Regions from separate parts of the Mus musculus genome. Here region 1 is linked to region 2. Evidence: chromatin contacts called from public Hi-C data. All regions are on one chromosome and are shown on one strand. Each heading gives the region's core, a stretch centred on a gene start, on an enhancer-like site or on the middle of the called end of the contact. The rest is flanking DNA. Distances are from core to core; before and after follow the strand shown. Region 1 has its middle 61 kb from the start of Gm5122. Region 2 overlaps Gm39349 (a long non-coding RNA gene).

Evidence for each region. A called contact is a pair of places that touch in the nucleus more often than the background predicts.
Region 1: a Hi-C map of bone marrow-derived macrophages shows a contact between it and region 2, with 18 read pairs. The contact joins two enhancer-like sites. A contact is called at or near these places in 2 of 39 promoter capture datasets (the 3T3-L1 cell line and hippocampal neurons), 8 of 484 Hi-C or Micro-C datasets (bone marrow-derived macrophages, cerebral cortex, embryonic fibroblasts and 4 more), 9 of 115 datasets of contacts at active chromatin or transcription factors (craniofacial prominence, embryonic basal ganglia, embryonic forebrain and 6 more) and 1 of 9 other capture datasets (embryonic stem cells).

Annotation. Positions count from the first base shown.
Region 1 is chr9:60,954,566-60,957,265 of GRCm38.p6, reverse strand. No RefSeq gene overlaps it. Among named protein-coding and RNA genes, the nearest start is that of Gm5122, 61 kb to the left of the region's middle. Within about 2 kb of position 1,410, at least 1 of the 459 cell types and tissues checked has an H3K27ac peak or open chromatin away from gene starts, as enhancers often do. A contact at or near this core is called in bone marrow-derived macrophages, where this site is marked.
Region 2 is chr9:61,348,540-61,351,239 of GRCm38.p6, reverse strand. It overlaps Gm39349 (a long non-coding RNA gene), which reads right to left. Exons shown (of 5, transcript XR_870815.2): 5 at 2,512-2,700. Among named protein-coding and RNA genes, the nearest start is that of Gm39349, 10 kb to the right of the region's middle. Within about 2 kb of position 1,324, at least 39 of the 459 cell types and tissues checked have an H3K27ac peak or open chromatin away from gene starts, as enhancers often do. A contact at or near this core is called in bone marrow-derived macrophages, where this site is marked.

The DNA of each region.
Region 1 (2,700 bases), core at 161-2,660, 390 kb after region 2:
AGAGTATTTACATTATATTTTTATATTGATTTCATGAAAATGTTTGCCTTCGTTGTGGTAAAATCTTTAAGTGTGCATGTGTGTGTGTGTTTGTGTGTGTGTGTGTGTGTGTATGCAATGTGTGGGCACATGTTTGTGTGTGCATGTGTATGTACTTGTGCATACAGTAGCCACAGGTCAGCAGTGGCTATCTTCCTCAGCTGTTCTTAGTTTTTCTGCTGAGTCAGGGTCTCTCACAGGTTAAGGCTGACTGGCCATGGAGCCCCTGGGATCGCCTGTCTCTGCCTCCCAGTTCAAGAAGTGCAGAACGTAGGCCAGCTTCCCTGGCTTTTTATGTGGATGCTGAGGGTCCACACTCAGGTCTTCTTGCTCTCATGGCAAGAACTTTAACCACAAGCCATCTCTCCAGCCCAATGTTCATCTTCACCAAACTTTATTCTGCTGGCAGTACTTCTCTAAGGATTAATAGATAAAATGTGACTGTAACTGCAATGGAATAAACTATGGTGTGGTTCGATTTCTAAAACATGATACTTTGAGAGTTGAAAACTACAATTTTTTTTTCAAATATGATTTCAGTCAGTTATCCACTCTCCCAAATTTTCCTAATTGCTAAAAAACTAAGCAGAAAATTAAACATGACAATTAATGAATACAAATTATTTTTATTTTGTATGTGTGCAAGAGGAGGGGGTCCAGGAGAGCCATAGTGTGTGCCTGGGGCCAGAGGACAAAGCGTAGCCGTCAGTTCTCTCCTCTACCACGTGGGTACTGGGCTTGAACTCAGGTCCCCCGGCTTGGCAGCAAGTGCCTTTACCCACTGAGCCCTCTCACTGATCCAATAGCAAAAAGAAAAAGAAAAAGAAAAAGAAAGCAGCCATTTCTGCAGCTTTTGGATTGACTTATTTTTAACTTTCATTTTTTACTGAAACATATCCTCATACAATACATTCTGATCACACTTTTCCTAAATCCTCCCAGATCCTCCCACCTCCTGACCTACCAAGCTCCGCGCCATTTCTTTCTCTCTTTAAAACAAATAACTCCCCCCACAAAAACCTACAAGAAACACACACATACAAAACCCACGGTGTTGAACAGAATACAAAAAGTGCCCAAGCAAAGCAAAATGAGACCAAAAAAAAAAAAAAAAAAAAAAAGTCTGCAAAAATATCATTGAGTCTGTATTGTGTTGCGTATCCTGCTGGGCATGGGGCTTGTCCTGAAATGTGGGTAACATACCAAGTGAGAGCCCGTTGATGAAAACGTAGCAATGACTGTTAGCCCTTGTCCACGTCCCCTCTCAGCACTGGGGCCCATCTGGCTTGAACCCATCTAGGCCCTATGCAGGCTGCCCCAGTCTTAGTGGGTCATGTGTGCATCAGTCTGGCTGTGTTTGGATGACTGTTTCCTCTCTGGCTCTACAACTTTTTTGCTTCCTCTTCTGCTTAGCTCCCTAAGCCCTGGGAGAGAGGGTGATGAAGTCATTTCATCTAGGACAGATGTTCCAAGGTCTCTGACTCTCTCCACATTGTCCAGTTGTGAGTCTCTGCGTTAGTTCTTATCTTCTACAGGCAGAAGTCTCTCTGTTGATGGCTGAATGAAGCATGGATGTATGGACACAACAGAATGTCATTAGGGGTCATTTTATGGCAGTTTTCCTTTAGCAGAATAATGGTGTTTGGTTTTCCCTACATCTCTAGACTATTCAGCCTCAGTTCTTGGCCACCCATGCAATGTCAAGCACAGATTCTGTGGTAGTTTGAATATGCTTGCCCCAGGGAGTGGCACTATTAGGAATTATGGCCTTGTTGGAGTAGGTATGGCCTTGTTGGAGGAAGTGTGTCATTGTGGGGGGTGGTCTTTGAGACCCTCCTCCCAGCTGCCTGGAAGTTAGTGGCCTTTGGGCCAAGATGTGGACCTCTCAGCTACTTCTCCAGCACCATGTCTGCCTGCATGCTGCCATGCCTCCTACTACAATGATAATGGACTAAACCTTAGAAACTGTAAGCAACACCCAATTAAATGTTTGCCTTTGTAAGAGTTGCCTTAGTCTTGGTGTCTCTTCACAGCAATAGAACCCTAACTAAGACAGGTTCCATTTCATGAAGCGGGCCCTAAATACAATCAGTTGTCCTTCCCATGTCCTCCTTCCCTCTCCCTTCCATCTCCTTCCCCATTTAGCCCTCCTGCTCTAATCTTCCTATTTCTACATAGCTATATATTCTATTTCCTCTTTCTTGAGAGATCCACCTGCCTCACCCACCAACCCACCTACTCTAGTCCCTTACCAATACTTAATTTCTGTGATTATGTGAATTATAACATGCATATTGACACTGAAAGCTAACATCCACATATAAGATAGCACAAATCTTAACCAAAGGTGCTTTTCCTAATCATTGCAAATTCTCAAATTACTATCATATATTAAAGACTTGGATACAAATAAGGGAACTCACAATTCTAACACTTGATGCCCATCTCATCGACGATAGGACATATCACATCCACCACCGCTTGAGCTTTGCAGATAGATGGACATTTGAGAGCAATACAAATTGTTCCCTGTTGTGATATTTGCTGCAGTGTGGGCTGGTACTGTGAAAACCATGTTAATTCTTATCTCCGGAGCCAGAAACCGGAACATGAAGAGAAACAAGAAAATGAATGTTTGGCACAACTGGGAAGCAATAATTT
Region 2 (2,700 bases), core at 75-2,574:
TCGTGGGACTTTGAGCAGTTACTAATGCAAATAGAAGGGAAAAGACTTATCCCGGGGGCAAATGTGGTCACCCAGAAATGCAGCCTCTGGCAACAGAAGGGAAAGAGAAGGTTAGGCTCTGTGCTTTGGGGAGAATGTCCTAGGACTTTGGAGGGGACTCGGGACTTCAGTCAGGAGGTGTAGGCCTCAGCAGAGAGCTAGGTCTCACATAAAAGTTTCTGTCTCTCTCACCTTTGTCTTAAGGCTGAGGGTAGTGGTGGCACATGACTGTTCACATGAATTAGTTAGCGGCAGAGGGCATCAGGTGCTCTGACCTGCTATTGTCTGCCTTGTCCCCTTGAGACAGGGTCTCACTGAGGCTGGAGCTCCCAGTTGAGGGTTGTGCTAGTTGGGAATCCCTGGTTTCCACTCTCCTCAGTGCTAGAGTTACAAGAGGGTCACTTGGCTTCCACATAGGTCCTGGGGATTTGAACTTAGGATCTCATGTGTGAACATTAGACACTCTTATCCACCAAGCCATCTCCCAGTGCTCAGAACTAAGTTTCTGTTCACCCAACTCTGACTCATTTCCCAAGGAAAATTTTCGCAGTTCAGGGTTATGGGCAGGCATATCAAGGAATCTTCCTGATTGGCGCACTGACTTCAGAATGCAGCTCTTTCTCTCTTGTGCTGAGGATAGCCCTCTACTGAAGGTAGGTAGTATCCGTGAGTGACCTTCTGCTGTGACATTTGTCCCTGCATTGCTGACTATGCACATGGTCTTCCCAGCCTTTGTCCACACCTTCCCTCCTTTCGAGTCACCTCTTCTCATATACTGGGTCCGATCATCATCCATTCTATGAAGGCTTTCTCTTCTCACCACAATCAGTAGGGACCCAGAGAGTAAGTGTGGAAGGAAAAGAGAAAAAGGGGGCAGAGAGAGCATTTGGAGCTACCTGGATGTTTGTCACTAGGCATGCATTGAGCATCCAGTACCATGTGCTGTGCGGAACTTGCTGAATGTGCACATTCCCAGTCCCCTCACCACGCCCCAGCAAAGGATTTCATTCCTACTCAGCTTTAAAGGTGTGTGTGTGTGTGTGTGTGTGTGTGTGTAGGGACAGTGTGTGGAGGACAGAAAACAACTTTTTGGGGTTGGTTCTCTCCTTCCGCCTTTTTTGAGTTCCAGAGCTTGAACAGATGTCACCGGGCTGGCCCCGCCAAGCTCTTTCACCCACTGAGCTGTCTTGCGGGTTTTCATTCTCCTTTTAAAGCCCATGCTGTGGTAGCAACTGCACTACACTCCTGCTTCTCCTTCTGGGCACTGGGTGGAATTTCACTTCTTGACCCAATGTGCTTAGGTGGAGCCATGGGAACAGTTCCAGACAATGATGTGTGAGAGGAAGTGGCCATCATTCTAGGGTGACGAGTGCTTCCTGTTTCTTCCTGCATGGTGACAGGCCAGCAGTGCTTGAAGAGGTGGCTGTTTTCCCCAACTTTCGCCAAGTGCCTCCCGACCTAGGATACACATAGAATACTAGTGAGCAAGAAATCCAATTTGATGACTTACCACAGAGGTCTGGACTTGTTTTATCCAGCCCATGCTGACCAAAGCATGGTTAGTGTTGATCGTTGCCATGACAAGATTTGGAATTACCTGGAAAGGGAGTCTCAGTGAGAGATTGTGTAGACCAGAAAGGCCTTTGGGCATGACTGTAAGGGTTTTTCCTTATGTGGGTGAACTGAGATGGGAGGTTCCACCCTGAATGTAGGCCACACCGTATATCATGGGCTGGATGGCCCCTGGACTGAATAAAAAGAGAGATGGAGTGGAATGTAAGCATCCCATAACTGCTTCTTGACTGTGAATACAACGTCATGAGGTGCCTCGAGCTCTGACTGCTGGGACCCTCAACCTCCACATGATTGAGCTTAGTCAGTCTTCTCTCCAGTAAGTTGCCTTCATCAGGGTATTTATCATAGCAACCAAACCCCAAAACCAAACCCAAGCCTTGGGAGGATCTGAATAGCTCTGGGAATGAGGTAGCATTGATTAAACACTTCTACTGAAAGGTGAGGGGGGCCAAGCAACTGGGCTCAGTGTTGTTGCCTCAAAGATGCAAGGCATGGGTCTCTTTTGGTCCATCTGGAAGGATCAGCCCTGAAACTTGTGCTTGGTCCACACAGAAACCTTTTGGCTAGCCTGCCCTGTGCATCCACAGTGGCCCCACAGGACAAGGCAGGGCAGGGCTGGTGGGAAGAGAGGGCTCCCAGGAGGGCCTTTCCCTATCTATGCTCCCCCCCACCCCGTCCCCCCCCTCCGTGGGCTTCCTTGTCTTTTTAAATGACCATGAAACAGCTCGAAGACAAGTGCCAGCTAACAAGGTTAAAGGAGCCTTAAAAACAAATGACGCCACCCCCCCACACTCAATTCACTGCTGAGTAAAATTTGTCACTTCAGTAAGCATTTTATTGGTAATTACAGAGTTACTTTATTTGCATATTACAGAGCTGTGAGCAGCCCTGGCGAAGATGTTTAGTGTCCCTGAGCATCTTGGAGGGAATTACTCAACCCAGACAGGGAGAATTCAGTAATTATTCCCTTAAAACGGGAATTTGCTAATAACTTTGCAGTAGATCACTTTATTTTTTACTACCCAATAAAGCAATTAAATAATAAGCAATTAAGTGCCAAAGTGACTCTGCAGAAGACCTGGCCCA